Regions from separate parts of the Pan troglodytes genome. Here all the other regions are linked to region 3. Evidence: chromatin contacts called from public HiChIP or PLAC-seq data. All regions are on one chromosome and are shown on one strand. The core of a region is the stretch at or near the end of the contact, and the rest is flanking DNA. Distances in the headings are between cores, read along the strand shown.

Region 1 (3,499 bases), core at 978-3,477, 560 kb before region 3:
AGAGCCGGGGCTGCTCGGCTCTCCGTCCCGGGGGGCCGGGGCCGGGCTGGAGGCGTGCGAGCCTCTCATCGCCGCCTCCCAGCGCAGCCCGTAATTATCTTATTATGCATTACAATGTAATAATAATAGAAATCAAGTACTCAATAAATGTAATGCACTTGAATCATCCCAAAACCATTTGCCCAACCCAGTCTGTGGAAAGATTGTCTTCTACAAAACACGTCCCTGGTGCCAAAGAGGTTGGGAACTGTTTCTTTAAATAATCTCAGGTTATGTATAATACCTAATACAATGTAAACACTTGTTATACTGTATTGTTTAGGGAATAATGACAAGGACAAAAGTCTGTACATGTTTACTATGGACACAACCATCCATTTTTCCCCTAATATTTTCAATCCAAGGATGGTTGAACTCACAGATACGGAGGGCCAACTGTATTTTATTTATATATAACCTACACACATTCTATCATACACTTTAGTTTTTTTGTCAGATCATCACAGAGGGTTTTGTTTGCTTACATGTTTGTTTTTGGTACAGAAAGGTGAAAAAGTTATGGAGATGGATAGTGGTGATGATTGCACAACAATGTGAATGTTCTGAGTGCCACTGAACTTAAACATGGTTAAAATGGTAAATTTCATGTTATGTATGCTTTACGACAATTAAAAATATGTATATGCAGTATCTTTTAAAGTCTTTATATTTACTTTTTATTTTTCTTTAATTGAAGGAGATGGAAGACATTTCTACTAAAATTATAGATACATTTATTATTTGACCAAGATGTATCCTAGAGATATGCCTGCTCACACTGGAATGTCATTATGTTCAAAGTGATTCATTGCAACATTGTAATACTAAAAGACTGGAAATAAAGTATGTAACTAGAAGAAACTGGTTAATAAATTATGTGTATCCATGCAATAGAGTACTAAGCAGCTGAAAAATGAGGAAGATCTCTAATTTATTGATTTACAAAGATTTTCAGAATAGATTAAGTAAACAGAACTTATGCCAAGTGTATCTGGCATGCTACATTTGGCATAAGAAACGGGAGGAGTAAGACTATATATTCATATGAGCTTATATTTGCACAAAACACTGAAAAGATAAACAAGACACTAATAACAAGCATTATCTGTAGCAGGCAAGGGGGATGGAGTCGATGGGAACCAGGGTTGAAGGGAGGTTTCTCTGTGTATATTCTAAAATAGTGTTCTGATTTTTGAGCCATGTAAACGTATTATCTATTCAAAATAATAATTATAAATATTTAGAAGGTGAAATAGGGAAAAGGGGGGAGTAATAAAGGGGATACTCAATGCATCCCTTCTACTGCTTACTGCCCCTTACAGCAACTTTATGAATTTTTCAGTTTGTTTTAAATCTGAGATTAACTGAAATAAATATAACATTACAATAGTTATATTTCCAGCTCTTTACATGGATTAACTTAATCCTTCTAACAACATAATGAGATAGGTACCATCATTAACATTCTCACTTTAACAAATAAGAAAACAGAGGCACAGAGAGGGTAAGGTAAATAACTAACTCTAGATTTCACACGGCTAGTAAATTGCAGTTAGAATTTGAACCCAGGCGGGTGCGGTGGCTCATGTCTGTAATTCCAGCACTTTGGGAGGCCGAAGCGATTGGATCGCTTGAGCCCAGGGGTTCGAGACCAGCCTGGGCAACATTGTGAAACCCCGTCTTTACAAAAAAAAAAAACAAAAAAAAAAAAACGGAAATTAAAAGGGCATGGTGGTGCGCGCCTGCAGACCCAGCTACTACGGAGGCTGAGAGGTGGGAGGATGGCCTGAGCCTGAGAAGTCAAGGCCGCAATGAGCCATGATTGTGCGTGCTACCGCACTCCAGTCTAGACAACAGAGCGAGACCTTGTCTTAAAAAAAGAAAAAAAAGAATTTGAACCTATGTCTAAAATTTTAAAATGCCATTATGTAAATTTGTATTTTACATTCCCATCATAAGCGCATGAGAATGCCTGTATCCCCATATGACAGGTAACACTGAGTAGCAGCAACATTTAATTTTCTCCCCCAGGCTAATGGAGGAGATATGGTTTATCGCTATTGTTTTAATTAGCAGTTTAACACTTGCAAATGAGTCCTCCAGCCCTTCTGCGCTTTCTCCCCTCCGCCGAAAGAGGGCGCTCGCCACGACACGCCGATTTCTTATGGTCCTAATCGGCTTCCCAGGCACAGTGCGCGTGCGCTTATCCTGTCCCAGGTGTCCAGCTTTGTGCCTGATTGATGTAATCCCGGCTGCGGTCGGTGCGCAGTTTTCAGTCAGGGCTGGACTGTGGGAAAAGAGGGTTCACTCGACCTAGAACGCCTCTGGGCCTCTGGGCCGAAGGGTTCTGGGCGGTCCTGGAAGGGTCTGGCGGCGAGTCGGGCAGCCCACGAGGGCGGGGAGGGCGGGGCCGGCCCGCAGGGTCTTGGGCGTCGGTCGTCGGTGGGGTCGGAGCTGGGCGCGGAGCCCCTGACAGTGCAGGTACGGAGGCGCGACTCTGCCAACCGTCTGCTCCGCCGGCCCCCTACGTGTTCGTGAGGTTGCCGGCGGTGGGCTGGGGACCGAGCCCGGTGTGCGGGGCGGGGACTGGCAGGGATGGGCTGGAGCAGGGGTGGGCGCTTGCCAGGGTCCGGGGGCTCCGCCTGAGCGTTTGCCCCGAGGCCGGTCTGACCCACCTCAGCTCTTCAGCCTAGCAGTGTTCTCCTGGGATCAGAGTGACTGCGCCTTAGAGTTCCTCCAGAACTGCAAGGGTCTCCCCTCCGTTCCTGCGAGCGTCTGAGGCGCCCCTGAATCCATACTGAGCTACAGGTTTCCTGTGGGCACATGGTTGAGAAATTCGTGTCAAACGGGGAGAAAAATCGTAAAGGACTCACAGCATGGGAGTCTGGATATGACTTGTGTGTGTGATCCTACTCCTGGGGTCCGCCTTAGCTGGCAAGATGATCCTTGAGGTCATCTTGCGCATCCCTTGTCTTTAGACAGAACCACAGCTAAATCACACAGATAAGGATCTCTGCTGTTTTAGAGGCAGGGATTTGAAAACTTACCGTCATTTATTGCAGTGAGGAGAGCAGCAAACCCATGTTGACCACTGGCTACTCAGGTATACTTAAGGTACCGAGAGGCGAAGAGCTAGGAGGTAGAGATTGACATCCTTTACTTAATGTACTGCCAAAGCCTAAGCTATGAGATGTTAAAAGAGATAATGATAACTTTCTTTTTAAAAAAGGCATTTTGTTTTCAAAAGCTGTTCGAAAATTCGTGGTTAAACTTTACTACAGAATATTGCAGAGCCTTTAATATGCTAATAATATTTACCATGAATCTCCAACTGGGGGTATGGTATGTAGAATTTTGAAAATTTTACTAGGATATACTGTTATTCTTGGGTGATGCCTCTGGCTAACATGTGGAACCTTTTGGGAATTGGAGTTCCAGAATTAGAAATTCAGGATTTAGA
Region 2 (3,545 bases), core at 226-2,725, 630 kb before region 3:
GCCCTCTTGGAGACTTACACCAGAGCTCATAGTAGTAGGTGCAGCAGCCAGTCTCCCCGCAGCAGTGACCACTCTCACAGAGATAGGGCTGGTTGTTCACTCCTGGGCACAGCTCTCGAAGCTGCGGGCAAGGAGGCACTTAGAACTAAGGGGGATTCCAGCCCAGGGCACTGTCCACCCCCACCTCCTGCATGCACATACACAATCCCACCCTGTGAACCAAGTTCAGCTTGGAGAGATGGGGGAAGTGGAGGATGCTGAGAGGAGTGTTGAAATATCTGAAGGGCTGTCAACGTGGAAGAGGATTTGGAATAGCAAGAATCAGTCTAGAGAACAAGACAAAAGTGTGGACATACAAAGAGGGAGATTTCAGCTCTGCATATATGAGACTTCCTTCACACTCAAGCCTCACCCTCCCCAACCCCCCTACCCCCATCCCCTCGGTGCTTTCTGTTAAGGGAGTGTTTTGGCAGAAGCCAGAAGACAGTCTGAGATAATCTCAGTCTCAGACAATGGGTAGCGGTAGGTCATTTCCAAAGCAAGTTGCTTTCATTATCCTGCACGGTTCACTACCCCCCACCCGCAACTGGATCTTTCCACCCCTGGGCCTCAGGCCCCCTAGGATAGAGGAGGGGCAGTGTGAGACCCAGAGCAGTGCTCCCAACCAGATGGGATTGCTGTGGATGATAAAGGATGGCATCCAGGGCGCGAGTCTGGGTTCCAGCTCTTCTCCAAATTGCTCCCTCAAGAGAAGACGCTGCCGGACTCTGTTGTGACAATAGGCACATAGAAAAAGATCACAAATAACTGTTGCAAGACAGAGGGAGCCTCCCTGGGACCTCACTATGCCTCTGGTCACTGGAGAGCCACCGCAAGCTTCCACTGCAGCCATGGGATGGGGTCTATGAGGCTACAGGCAAAGTCAGCTGCATCTACGTTACAAAGTTTAGACAAAGAGTGGAAGAGACATGTTTAGGAACTTCACAGTACCTGTGGCTCCGTGAGTTCCTCCCCCACCCCCAAAAAGAAGGGACAAGGAAAGGGGAAAGAGACAAATGGCTGTCGTGATAGGTTTTGGAGCTATTGGGATACCTGCTGTTGCGGCGCCCGAAGTGCCCCCCAGGCCTCCTCGCTGCCGTTCCCGCTGCTGGCCCGAGCCATACCTCCACCTACAGCCCCCTGAGGACCACAGCCTCCTCTACCGCCAGCCGCCCCGCCCCTGCCACCTCTGCTGCCACCGCCATGGTCCCTGCCCGGCCCATCTTCGCTGAGGCCACCATCACTCCGCGGCCGGAGCTTCCATCCGGGCAGAACTCCACCAACTAGGACTCAGATTGCTCTGCCCTACCAATCATCATCGTCCCTTGACGGACGGGCCAATAGGAACAGATCAGAGGTTTCTCCCTGTGACCAATCCACAGCAGCGCCTCCGCCGCTCTCCCAGACAACAAGAGCTTGTACAGACAAAGAGTAGGTGAAGGTTCGACCCACGGCCCTGACTGACAGCGGCAATAGCCAATACAGACAACAGAACAGGCTCTGGCATATCAACCAACGAACAGCCGCCCCGAATAGCAAGGTTGCCGCTGATTGGCTTGCGGTATGTTTTCGGAATGACGCCAAACGCCGAAGCACGCCAGGTAATCCCGGCTGGAAGAGGCGGGGTCCCAAAAGTCGGTCCGACTCCGGGCGCAAACCAGCCTGGTTTTTTGCGGTGGTTTCCAAGCCCCAGGCATCGACGCAAGCTCCGACACGGGCAAAATACCTGTATACCGGAGACTGGTCTGCCCACAACATCCCACTCCCCCAGTTCTGTACAAGCCGAAGCACCGGATGTAATTTAATAGGGTGGGGAAGACACTCAAGAGCGGGCATGGGACAGGGCGCAGAGTCCGGGTTAAGGGCCTTACGTAGCCAAAAGGGGGGATCCAGGGCCCTCGGGCCCGCCCAGCCGCATCTGCAGGTTGATGCGGTAGCACTGAAGACTGCAGAGTGCCTGGCCTGTGCGGGAGCAAGCGTAGCGGCGCGGATGGGGACAGCCGGGGACAGAGCAGCGCGGCGGCGGGCCTGAGGGGGATGGCCGCTGAGACACTGCCGTGGGGGCGGGGACGCCAGGTGGGAAGGAAAGGGTGGAACCCTGTGCTCCGCTGCAGTAGCGCACCATGGGGGCCGGAGCCGCAGCCCGCCCTCCCCGCCGCTCGCCCCGTGCGCCTCCCCGGCCTCCCCGCCCACTGGTCGCCGCAGTCTTGGTGAGGCGCTCGATAGTCTGGTTCTTGTGCTCTTCTGCCCGCCGCGCCGCCTGGAGCCGCCGCTTCCGCGCCCGCTCCTCGCGCTTCAGCAGCATCTCCTCTGTGAGGGCGGGAGGTGGGCAGCCCTCAGCCACAGGCAGCGGCAGCATAGGGGAAGGTTGACTCCGCGCCTTCTGGAGCAGAGCTCGCTAGGGAGAGACAGAGACGGGGTGCTGTCTGAAAATGGAGGAAGATGGAGAGGCGAGGTCGGCCAGATCGGGGAAGGGGAAAGAAGGGACATGGAAGGCAGGGTCTTGAGCAGCGCAGGCCTTCGGAGGCGGGATATTAATTAATTAGCACCCTCTCCAGGACACCTTCCATAGGTTCCTCTTCATAAATACTGCCTCCTCCCAGATCTCCTGACATTTAGCTTTAGGTCCTTAACTCTCAAGGGGAGAAGCATCAGTAATGTTACCTGCCTGACCTGTGCACCAAAACTGTACCAGCTTTCCCAGAGGTCTGTTGTTATTTTTAATCTTATCTCAATAGAGAGTATCAGGTGGATAACTGCTCAAGCCAAAATCCCAGGCTTAGCCTTGATATATTTTCTCTCCATTCCCCTCCCCACAAGTATCTACTTCCAAAATATAGCCATAATTCATCTGATTTTCTCCATCTCCACCACTTTCGTCTTGGTTAAAGCAACCACTGCCTCTCAGCTGATTACTTCAACAGCTTCCTAGTTGTTCTCCATACTTCTATCTCTTGTCTCCACGAAGATTCATTCTCTACAAAGATGCCAAAGTAATCTATTGAAATGTAAACCAAGTATGTCACTTCTCTGCGTACAGCCCTTCAGTGGCTTGTCCACTTTTTCTTCTCCTTTACTCTGCTAGACATGTTCCAGTCTCAAGGTCCGTGCGCCTGCTGGTCTCTGCTCAAAAGCTCCTCTGGTATTGCAAATGTTATCTCTTCAGAGAAGCCTTCTCTAACTACCCTAATGTCTCTCTTCCATCATTTCTATCTGTTTGTTTACGCCACTTTCTATTTCATCACCCTTTTCTTTTTGTCATAAACCATATAGCTTTTTGAAATTATTTACTTATTTACTTCCCAGCCCCCCAACACACACACTAGAATACTAGCTCCAGGAGAACAGAAACTTTGTCTTTTCTCTACTATCGATATCCCCACTGCCACGCAAAGTGCATGGGTCGTGGAGAGTTCTCAATACTGTATACATTTGGTGAGTGAATAAACAATGAACCAACATACCTGTCGAGCAGTAAGCAGCCGCTCATTGATCTCCTTCTTGAG
Region 3 (3,477 bases), core at 202-2,701:
CTGAGAGTAACTGACATTTTCTGTGGTGTCCTTTTTCATATTTGAGCACAAGGTGAATTAGGGGAACTGGTCTGGGAATTAATGCTCATAATTGTAACTCTGCTCACTAAACCACTATAGTCAATCTATAAAATCATTCATTCATCATTATCATGGCAAGGGACTTAAATCTTGAAAACAACCATTTACTCATCTTCATTGACTAAACACTGAATAACAAAAAGGCACGATGGTAACTTGCATTGCAAAAACCCCTGGTGTCCCAAAACTCCAGTAATTCTAGTCTTTCTAGATATAGTTGCTATTAGAATCAGATTCCAAATTCCAACCAGATATCACCACTATCATCTCCAAAATAAATCTGGGCATTTGATACACATTGCATTACAGCAAACCCTAATCAGTATGCTCTAGAATACACAAACTACAGTAGAATAAATCTTGGAATTCAAGGCCCTGTGGCAACTGGCCCTCCCCAACAGAGATCTTTTGCTTCAGTCAGGATTCCAATCCGCCCAGGCATCCTCACATTTCAGTTTCATTTATCTATCCAGTTTTTCTTTTCTACTACAACTCTTCCCTCAGGGGTAGTCTTCTCTCAGCCAATTCCATCTTTAGGTCTCTTCAATATTCGGGTCACAATTCCTCCACAAACCTTCCCCTCTAAAACACCCTCACTAATAGCACAAAAGCCGTGAGGACTACTAGGGATGCAGAGATAGTCCATCTCTCACGAGGCCTCCTTAGGGACTCAGAAAGCCGCAAGCATATCTAAAACCTCCCCAAGTAATTAGTAAACCTAGTCCACGGCCCATGAAAGTTAACTGAAACAGAGGATGCTTGTTGTATCTCAGTACCTCATGGGAGAGGTTCTTGTGGGTTAAGAAAGGAACCACTTCCCAAGGCCAGGAAGCGGCGCCGGTTACCACCCGGTTGAGCAATTCCAAAAAGGGGATGCAGCATCTGCAAATGAGGGGGAAAGGCGGCGTAAAGGACCGAGGGGGAAATACGAGGAGGAGAAAGGAAGTAGCAGGAATGAGCGGAGGGGTCGTATACAGTAGGGAGGGCTCTATCGACAACTGCTTGAGGAACCCTTCTTGAAGGCACTCAAGACCAACTTGCCAACCCCAGGCACAATCATCCAGGGTTTTCGGGATCTTTCAAATGCAGTAGGCGGGGAAGCGCTGGGCCTGGCTGGTCAGGCGCCAGCCCGCGGAGACCGAAGCCGTCGGGTGCCTCGAGCGAGGCAGGCCGGGCAGGGGACTCGGGGAGAGTAGGCTGCAGGCCCCACACTCACGGCGGCCGATCCCCTTCAAAGTCCAACCACGCTCGGAGGCCCTGCCCCACCACGTTCCCGGGACCCTTCCCCACCTTTCCCCGCGGATGACACCCGGAGGTTCCGGAAACGTCACATCCGGCGCCCGCTCCGCCCACTCCCGTTCGTCTGTCTATTACATTCCCAATGATTTAGGACTTGGAACGGAGAGCTAGTAGGTGGGGCTAGAATCGGCACCTGCGGAAAATCCGACCAATGAGGAGCGAACGACACAGCGGCCATCTTGGTAAAGGAAAAGGAACAAGGAAGAAAGTGGAACCAATTCGCAAGCTAAGGTTTGCTTTTAAAATTATTTTGATTTGGGGTAGTCCCTCATCACACTCACAATACTCCTGCATTTAAGGAGGGATTGCTGATCCCAGCACAACTGCAGACTTAGCTAAACTAACCAGGATTTATAAATTGGGGGACAGAAAGTCTTTCGAATGTATTTTTTAGCTTGTATTACATTCTACACAAAAATTGGTAGTCTTAGATATTAGGCAATATCTAAGACTAATTTTATTGCTTAGAAAAGAACATAAGTCTAACTTTTTTTTTTTAAGACAGGGTCTTGCGGTGTCACCCAGGCTGTCACAGGAGTGCAGTGGTGTGATCATAGCTCACTGTGGTCTCCAACTTCTGGGCTCAAGCGATCTTCCTGCCTCTGCCTCCCAAAGTACTGGGATTACTGGCGTGTGCCACCGCACCCAGATGAGACTAACGTTTTAATGTCAAAAAACCTATAAAATATTTGGAAAAAAAGCGTTTAATCTCTAAGAGCTGCTATGCAAAAGCAGTGGAGACACAAAAATCTGTATGACACTGTTCCTGCCCTGAGACCGGGACAAGGTGGTTTTATGCATCAAATACAGAATGTCACGTTCTGCATGTAGATGTGTGTCTGTACGAATCCATATACATCCTCTTTACAAAAAGGTCCTACAAGCTTGCTAGTCATTCTGTCTCAGAAGACTTTGTGAAACATTAGGCTTTGGTTTAAAAGTCTAAGTCTCTGGGGGACACTTTCCCAAAATTTGGGAGCCTCCCTGTGAGTTTGTTAGTGTGATGGCATGACCTATTCTTCAAGGTCTAGCTTAAGTCCCTAATTCAGGTGTTGCCTCCTCCACCTAGCCAGCCTCCAGATCTCTCATTTCTCCCAACCTCCGTTGTGTATATTTCTGTTGGAGTTACCTGAAGTGATTTTGTGTAGTCATCAACTTTTCAGACTTAGGGTTGAAAGTACTTGCTTGCATCATATCACCTCCCCTTCTGCCCCCAGCAAGCATTAATGTGCATGGGTCTACTATCAACTCTCATGGATCTACTGCAGATAAATCTGGGAAGATAATTGTATAGGGCACTCTACTGTATCTTCAAAACTCTCTCTACTGACTCTCTTCAGAATGTAAACATGATGGGTTGGGCCTAAAGAAATTGATGCACTGGAGATGCTGGTCATTGGGTGGGCATATAGTGCAGATGGGGTCCTGGCAGGAGGCAACACAGGTCAAAATCTGATCCATTCAACCTCTCACTCAGTAAATGTTTACTGAGTGTCTACTATGTGCCAGGTTCTGTTCTAGGTGTTAGGGATACATCAGCAAACAAACCCAGCAGGTGGATACTCTAATGGTGGAAGCACAGGTAGAAGTACAGCTGGTGGGGTAGGGAACAGGGGCATCTGCTCCCATTCAGCACAATCTCTAAAGTAGTTCTTTTTTTTATAATGTTTAGCTTAACAAGTAAAGAAAATTTACAAACATCCTAGATTTTAAGATTATGATGAGAAGACTTTAAGAAGCTATAACTGAGACACACATATAAGGGGTGTGCATAGTCGTAAACATAGCTAGCGCCACATAGAGGCTGTTCCTGATATTAGAAAGTTAATATGCCCAGTTGCTAGCAGTTCTTAAGGTAATGGCTAAGTGAATATAGGAAGCAGGATCTAGTCTTTTTAGGGAGAGAATTTGTAAATGTTGACCAGAGTTTTTGATATCTGGGGCAAAGTTCAATACTCAGCTTTCTAGGGACCTGAAATAAGAAAATCTTGGCCAAGGTAAAAATTTTACATTCCTCATTTCTTGTTTAACTGGAAAAGTTTAAAAACTAAACAATTTTGTATACACAATCAGGAAATCAAAGCTATAAAAGATTCT

What was found. HiChIP or PLAC-seq counts read pairs in DNA pulled down with a chosen protein or histone mark.
Region 1: an H3K4me3 HiChIP or PLAC-seq map of stem cell-derived excitatory neurons shows a contact between it and region 3, with 2.2 times the contacts expected there. The contact joins the promoter of DCTN1 here to the promoter of STAMBP in region 3. A contact is called at or near these places in 1 of 7 Hi-C or Micro-C datasets (stem cell-derived neural progenitor cells) and 1 of 1 datasets of contacts at active chromatin or transcription factors (stem cell-derived excitatory neurons).
Region 2: an H3K4me3 HiChIP or PLAC-seq map of stem cell-derived excitatory neurons shows a contact between it and region 3, with 4 times the contacts expected there. The contact joins the promoter of WBP1 here to the promoter of STAMBP in region 3. A contact is called at or near these places in 1 of 7 Hi-C or Micro-C datasets (stem cell-derived neural progenitor cells) and 1 of 1 datasets of contacts at active chromatin or transcription factors (stem cell-derived excitatory neurons).

What each region holds. Positions count from the first base shown.
Region 1 is chr12:48,362,866-48,366,364 of NHGRI_mPanTro3-v2.0_pri, forward strand. DCTN1 (dynactin subunit 1) reads left to right here and starts at 2,228. Exons shown (of 28, transcript XM_515556.8): 1 at 2,228-2,520.
Region 2 is chr12:48,295,321-48,298,865 of NHGRI_mPanTro3-v2.0_pri, forward strand. It overlaps WBP1 (WW domain binding protein 1), which reads right to left and starts at 1,476. Exons shown (of 4, transcript XM_001159082.8): 1 at 1,093-1,476; 2 at 19-121. The coding sequence starts at 1,161. It overlaps INO80B (INO80 complex subunit B), which reads right to left. Exons shown (of 5, transcript XM_001158449.7): 4 at 3,504-3,545; 5 at 1,827-2,437. The coding sequence ends at 1,907.
Region 3 is chr12:48,925,915-48,929,391 of NHGRI_mPanTro3-v2.0_pri, forward strand. It overlaps STAMBP (STAM binding protein), which reads right to left and starts at 1,452. Exons shown (of 12, transcript XR_010149362.1): 1 at 1,372-1,452. LOC134807886 (a long non-coding RNA gene) reads left to right here and starts at 843. Exons shown (of 2, transcript XR_010149363.1): 1 at 843-1,611.